Linked DNA regions of Mus musculus: region 2 is linked to region 1. The links are chromatin contacts, called in public promoter capture Hi-C maps. All regions are on one chromosome and are shown on one strand. Each heading gives the region's core, a stretch centred on a gene start, on an enhancer-like site or on the middle of the called end of the contact. The rest is flanking DNA. Distances are from core to core; before and after follow the strand shown.

Region 1 (3,637 bases), core at 600-3,099:
ATGTGTGACCCCTTTTCTTACCTTTGACTTTGGTGACTGTTGTTTTAGGAGTTAGGCTTGTCTAGGGTCAGTAACGAGTGATTTAATGCAGGTGTCATGGTTTCCAAATTCACTTGCTTTGAAGCTTTAGTCACAGCTAAGAAAACTGTCTCAAACATACCACCTGGGAGGAGTCTACCTACCAGTGTGCATGTCCCTGACAGCTGCAGGGGACCACACCCACTCTTCTTAAAAACAAACAGCTCTATTTTACTTATTTTTATTAGTGTGTGTACTGTGTATGTGTGCACATGCATGTGTATATATGTTTGGGAGCACCTGTGTGTGATGTGTGTGGTGGGGGCATGGCATGACACATGTGTGGAGGTTAAAGGACAAATTTGTGGAGTTGGGTTGCCTTACCATCTGCTTTGTTTGTTTAGTTGTTTGTTTGTTTTGAGACAGGGTCTCTCACTGTGTATACCAGACTGGCCTGGGAACGCACAGTACAGTGGTCATCCCACCTCTGCCTTCTGAGCGCTGGGATTAAAGGCCTGTGCCATCCTACCTGGCTTGCCTTCCACTTTTGCACGGGTTCTGGGGGTGGAATTCAGATAGGCTAGCCCTGCAAGCACCTTTACCCATTGAAGCCACCTTACGATAACTTTAAAAATTATCTATTAGTGCACTCGAATGTGTGTGTGTGTGTGTGTGTGTGTGTGTGTGTGTGTGTATGTCTATGCTCGCATCTCTCTGTGTGTGTACATTGCTGGAGCTTTGCCACATCTGTACAGAGACATGTGCATATATACACATATATGCATACTTATGACTACACTTGCACATACACATGCCTCTATCTATTTCTTTACACATGCTCATGACACTAACAAAAATGCACATACACGTGCCTATGTCTCCTTGTATACACATACTCCTGATACTTACCTACCTATGTGTTAATACACACAAGTGCAGACACATCCATATACACAGCATAATCACACTTAATCAGCATGTTTACAGATGTACACATACATGCAACACATAGTGTGTATAAACACATGTACAGATCCATACCCATGTGCACATGGATGCACATGCCCTTACACGTGCATTGTTGTTGTCGTAGAGTATTCCATACACCCCTCCCCACCGCAGCAACGTGGAAGCATTCTTGGGGTTGGATGTCTTTGCCAGCACTTGATATTATCCTAGTTTGGGGGTTCTGCCAGCCAGTGGGCGTAAAGAGGCGTCTTGTTGTGGCTTTAATTTGCATTTCCCCAGTTCTGCATGTGGCCAGGCATCTGGGCTTCCTCCCTCGCCAGGAGTCCATCTGCTCGCGTGCCGTCAGTGCTTGCTGGTGGATGCTGGCGGTGGCAGTGGTGGTGGCGGTGGTGTGCCTGCCTGCAGCTGCCCTTTCAACTCTTCATTTGCAGGGTCCATGCTCCTGAATCTTAGGAAGTGATTTCAGAGTAGCAAGTTATTTTAGAGTAGCTGTGTGTGTGTGTGTGTGTGTGTGTGTGTGTGTGTGTGTGTGTCACATGTAACACAGTCTCCTGCTCTGTGCCTGCCAGTGAGGGTTGGCAGGCACATCCTACAGACTCAGAGGGCCTCATGTCATCATTTTGTGACTCTGTCAACTTCTGCCACAGATTAATAAGCGACTTGATGCTGGTTTTAGGTGACACATGCTCAGAGCTCCCAAGGTGCCCTTGGGCTCCACTTTTTTGTGTGGGGTTCAGCTTTATCAGGCCCTTGTGTTCCCTGGCTGTTTGCCAGGACCTGCCGGGGTGACTGGGACTTCATTCATGCTCAGACTGAAGTGACTGGGCTGGCTCAGAATACACAGTGTCCTTGAGTCTCTGGTCAGAGGCACGGAATGTTCCAGGTGGGGTGGAGTCAGCCTCTCCTAAGCCACACAGATCTCTTCATGGAAGTCAGAGCAGATGGAAGAGGAGCGGATGCTAGGTTCCATCAATAAGTACCCATCACGGGCTCGCAGCCTGCCGGGCAGGCGCTGTGGCGGCATGACTGGCTGCTCAGCAGTCCTCTTGCTTGCTTTTGGGCGTATGCCTATGTGCCAGATGGCTGAGCCTCCTGGAAATTTGTTCTATGGAAAATCGGGATTTTTCTTAATTATGAAAATTGTCATGCTGGTGGAACACGGTGGAGAAACATAGCAGCACCAATCTTCTCCTCGCCCCAGGTTCCGCTAGTGATAGGAAGCAGCCTTGCCCTCCCTGGAGTCTTGCAGAGCACGCCACCGTACATTTCAGGCACCGTAGCACTTGGTAACATAAGCCTTCAGTTCTCCTCTGTTAAAAGCAAGATCGTGCCCCACAGAACCCAGACCCATTTCCATACCCAAGCAGGCTAACAGGGAATTCTTTGAGCTCATATGATAGCCTTCCAGATTACGAGTGCCTGAAATTCATGCCCCCATGTGGTCAAGAGTTACACACTAGCCACTGGTGTACCTTTTTAGTGTCTTTTAGCTAAGAATAGCCCCATTTCTTCCAGACTGAAAGCTCCAGATTAAAATCTGTCCCTTTTCCTCTGTGATGCTTACTTACAATGTCTTTATTAGTATATATTGATTATTCACAACAATGGCCTTCATTATGATATTATCACGCATCTATGGATACATTTTGATGCCCGCCCCTCTTATCCCTTTTCCCAAGTAGACTGCCTTCTACTTTCATGTCAGTTCCCACCCCCACCCCAGTGAGTTTAATCAGTTACTTTTCAGGAACATGGCACTTTGCCAGTAGCTACTCTTCTATATAAAATGTCTCTCTTTCTCCCAGCAACCAATATTGGCCAACAGACCCTCATGGAGAATCCTGGGATCAACAGGGCCCATCTTGCACAGGTTTCATGCAGACAATCAAAAGGGTATCATGTCTCTCCTTGGGTAGCAATGGGGCCTCCTTGCTGCTGTCCTTGTCCCCATGCATACAGTGTGACCTCTGCTGTAAACATAGAGCCTGAAATTGAAACAAACCATGGATTGGTTTTACGGCATGATTCTGTCTTCTCCAGTACTTTCAGTTCCTAGTGTTTCCACTCAGCATCTCCTCTGTCTGGAGGACAGAAGCGTTTCCCATGGAGTGGGTCTTCAGATGATGACCACCCCCAGCTTTTGTTGGTTTATCTTTTGTGTTTGCTTGCATAGTTGGTGACAAGAGATCTGTAAAGTCTTGTATTGGCTTCTCTGTCGATAGCCTGGTCTTTCCCACCGTCTGCCTCAAGGATTTTCTGCTTGTGGTTTTCAGTGGTTTGAAAACACGTGCAGGCAAGCCACCATTTTCTTGGTATTTTATCCTTGTTGGGGCTCTCTGGTTTCTTGGCTCTGTGATCTGGTGTCTGTCACCAGCTTGGCAAACGTTAGTCATGACTCTTTAGGATAGTTCTTCAGCTCCCTTCTCTATTTCTTCTCCTTCTGGGACACCACAGAGGCATGGTGGCACTAGTAAATAGAGACACAGCTGGAATCCATGTGCAGAAGCCCTGAAAGGAGAGGTGAATGGGCTGGGGATTCTGATATGTGCACAGAGACCCCCAAAGGAGGGAGGAGGTCTCTCCACGTGTTGTGGGAGCAGGGGACAGTCTGGAGGCTGCCCAGTGCTGAGAGACACTTGCACCCTGGCCA
Region 2 (3,637 bases), core at 839-3,338, 390 kb after region 1:
TGATGTGGAGGGTTTGGCAACTGGGGACGGTGCCACCCTAGGCGAGTGGGCCTGGCGTGTGTAAGCAATAAGCTAAGGAAGCCATGGGAAGCCAGCCAGTAAGCAGCATGCCTCTGTGGTCTCTGCATCAGCTCCTGACTCTAGGTTTCTGCCTTAATGTCCCTCAGGAGGTGTAAGCCAAACAGACCCCAAGTTGCTTTTGGTTGAGGTGACTTACAACAGCAATAGAAAGCAACCTAGATCATATTCCAGTCATAATTGTATGCCAATGAGGAAATATTGAGGTAATCTTTCAGATAATTGGATTTTTTTACATTATTATTCTCTTTCCTTCTTAGCGGTCCACATGGCTTACCAACATCACCCACAAGGTGGCAGCATTTCTTCAAGGCAGGGACAGAAGCTGCTCTTAGTCCAGCATTCCCTTTTCAACTGCCCGGCAGAGTGGTCAGAGCGCCCTGGGATAGAGCAGGATGCCTGCCCCCAATCACGGCAGAGTAAAGGACTCAGGCTGTGAACCCAGACTCAGGCTCAATGAAGAGTCCTCCATCAGTGAAACGACTGAGCTGAGAGGTGTCCACCAGGCTTGCTCCAAGCCCCTGGGACATAGAGATAGGGAGAAGGTGGGGTGTGTGGCCACCTTTAGACGTGCAGCCTGGGTGGAAGTTGCCGGGCTGACCCAGAAATTTCCAGATCTGAAAGCCTTCTAAACTTCCATGCATGTGCCTATAGAGGAAGACTGGACCCAAAGTTGTCCCTCCCTCCAGAAATATTCCCTGATGTGTCGTGGTTCTCAGCCCAGGCAGGGACAGAGCTCACCTGCGTGTCCTGTCTCAGTGAGGAAATGGGTGTCTGTAAGGCAGCCTTGGGCTGGGGCTAGTACTCCTGGTGCGGAGCAGGCCAGGAAAGGCTTCCTGTAGCAGGTTTTGAATCTATGCATTTTCTGGGATACCAAAGGTTCAGAGAAAGGCCCTCCACTGAAAGTTCTAGCAGCGCTCCACAGCCATGCTCTGCACACAGGCCCAAACATGCTTGCACATGTACACACTTGCCCACTGACCTGTATTTTACTTGTCTATCCTACAGGAGGATGGATAGAGGGCTGGGGGAGGCCAAGGGTAGGGAGGAAGCCCCAGGCTGAGGGCAAAGAAAAGAGGCATTGTGTAGCTGGAGCAGACAGCCTCTCAGGTGACCACAAATCTTAGCTCTTAAAATTCTACAGCTGATACCATGGGCTCCAAAGACCCTAGGGGCTCCGACTAGACTCAGGTGGCTGTTGTTGATAAAGACATAAAGGATGTGAACTAAATGTATCCCCAACCAAATAAGAGGGAAACTGGAGCCCAACTTCTGGAGGGGCAGAGGCACCAGAACGGAGTCCAGAACTCCAAACCCATCCTCAGGACCCTCCGTTGTGATCCCTGGGTGTCCCTCCTTCTCCCTGTCCTATCCCTGCCGAAACATTCCACCCTTCTCAGGGCTACTTCCGGAAATAAAAAGTTATCCTCATTGCAGCCAGGAGTTTTGAAGTCAGGAGTCTGCTGTGGCCAGCACCTACCCATTCCTGGAAGGACAGGGGACTCAGACCGCCTTGTCCTGAAGTCCTGGCACCTGCTCACTCTGACCTACTTTCGGATCCCACCAGGCCAGGTGCCTGCTCTGCCGTGGCGGTGCTGGATGCCTGCAGCCGAACCGTCTCCCCCGGGGTCTCTGGCTCAGATGCTGAGACAGCTCAGTGCCCCAGCAAAGTTTTCTGTACTGGCTAAGGTCTCAATGTGGCACCTTCAGGATATTCTACCCAGGTGACAGAATGCGACCTACAAGGAGAGAAAAGTTCCCAGGTGGCTGGAGAAAGGGGTATCTAAATCTACCCACAGGGGCGGCTGGGACCCTACCGGAGGGGTCGGGTCCAGGCGAGCAGCTGGGGCTGGGGCGCGCGGCAAGGGCCAGCACGGCCAGCGCAGCCAGCGCGGCCAGCAGCAGCGGCATTGTCGGCATGGTGGGCACAGATGCACGGATGCGCGGGAGGGCGCAGTGATGTGGCACTCGGGGAGCGCGAGAGGCGCTGCTGGGCCCTTCGGCTGAGGAGGGGGGGAGGGGTGAGGAGCGGGCTCAGGAGTCGGGTTACAACCGGCAGCGCCAGACACTGGAGAAGGGATTCTAACGGGGAGGAGGAGGAAAGGCAGATAAAAGCCAACCTGCCCCCTAACCCTCCAGGAACTCCGCCTCCTAAAGAAAGGGACTTGCCCTCTTATGGGAGGCTCTGGGGAGCTAGTCGTCAAATGCTTGCTGATTTGGCCTAAAGACTTTGATTTGTGGGCGGGTGGAGACAGCATCAGAAGTAGAGATGGGTCCTGGCCCAGAGCTGACCCCAGCTGGAAGTGAGCCAGGCCTTGGTCAGAGCCAGCTAAATGAGGTTGACTGGGTCTCTCATGCCTGTCCCCTGTGTGGATTCTCTCCCAGGGAAGCTGCGTGTGGAGCCAAGGTGCTGGTACCATCGCACCCCTGCCTTGATGCTGTCAGTGCTCTGATCCTCTGTGTGGGGCTGTGTTCCAGAAAAGTCCCCCGAACTTTGATTCCACCACTTGCAGGACCCAGCAGGGACCTAGCTCAGAGGACCTTCCTGAAGGATTGTGCATCTACCCCAGAAGGTGGCCTGAAGGCAATGTCATGAGGTGGGGAGGCAACAGCCCACTGGTGACCAAACTCTAGAGACTCCTATACAGCTGGTCCCCAGCCCTCGCCTTCCCCCACTTAGAACTCACTGGGTAGATCGCTAAGGCTGCCAGCACCCAAGGAAAGATGGCCAGGAGCTCTGTGTGCTCTCCTTCTAGGCCTTACCATTTGGTGCAGGACAGACCCTGACACAGATGTCTAGCTCTGTGCAAATCTGCCTGCCAGCCCCTTCTCACTGCCCCACTGCTATGGTCCAGTCAGTGTGCACATGTCACAAGCTTGGGGACAATACCTGTGGGACACCAAGGTAGCACTTAGTAGAAGTATTTGGCCCAGATGACATTTGGGGCCATATGCCTTCATGGGCATCCTTTATCAACTGTCCTGGATAGCTGGAGGCTGTGGACAAGCCACTTAGCCTTGGGTGAAAGGTTATAGTCTGTCACTGAATGAGATCCTCCTACTCACAGGGTGCACAGTCCACTTCCATAGCTCTTCAAGTCAGAGCCCTTCAAGGTAGCAGGGCCATACCCACCTCAGCTCAGCTTTTCCCTTGCAAGGGCACTTATTGTCACACCCTCCAGTCCAGTCCGCTTGACAGGCTGAGAAGCCTAAAGCCACTCATGAGGCAAAGAGTTTCATAGAAACTCACCTCCTGGAGTTTTGGTGTTATCATTTACCCACATACTCATACTCTATTCCCGCGTTAGTCTGGTGTATGGAACTATGAGTTCTCTTTTAACCATAAAAGAGCCAGGGAATCCCACTGAGATAGAAATCTTTAGTACAGGCTACATTGCATATTAGAAGCAAGTTGGTGAATTCTCCTGACAAATGAAGATTCTCCAGTTACTTAAAAGTTACACTCATATAAGAATTTAGCAAGGCCTAGGAATTAGGGGGGTTGTGATATTGCATTATTCTTGAGGTCTGCCAAGAGCAGTACCCCCTGGTGCTAGCC

What was found. Promoter capture Hi-C pulls out the DNA fragments that hold promoters and counts their contacts.
Region 2: a contact with region 1 is called in a promoter capture Hi-C map of the C10 cell line, with 2.4 times the contacts expected there. The contact joins the promoter of Cpz here to the enhancer-like site in region 1. A contact is called at or near these places in 4 of 39 promoter capture datasets (the C10 cell line, hippocampal neurons, liver and 1 more) and 1 of 9 other capture datasets (liver).

The regions. Positions count from the first base shown.
Region 1 is chr5:35,136,437-35,140,073 of GRCm38.p6, forward strand. No RefSeq gene overlaps it. Among named protein-coding and RNA genes, the nearest start is that of Gm31601, 23 kb to the right of the region's middle. Within about 2 kb of position 1,850, at least 44 of the 459 cell types and tissues checked have an H3K27ac peak or open chromatin away from gene starts, as enhancers often do. A contact at or near this core is called in hippocampal neurons, where this site is marked.
Region 2 is chr5:35,523,538-35,527,174 of GRCm38.p6, forward strand. It overlaps Cpz (carboxypeptidase Z), which reads right to left and starts at 2,089. Exons shown (of 11, transcript NM_153107.2): 1 at 1,896-2,089. The coding sequence starts at 1,998.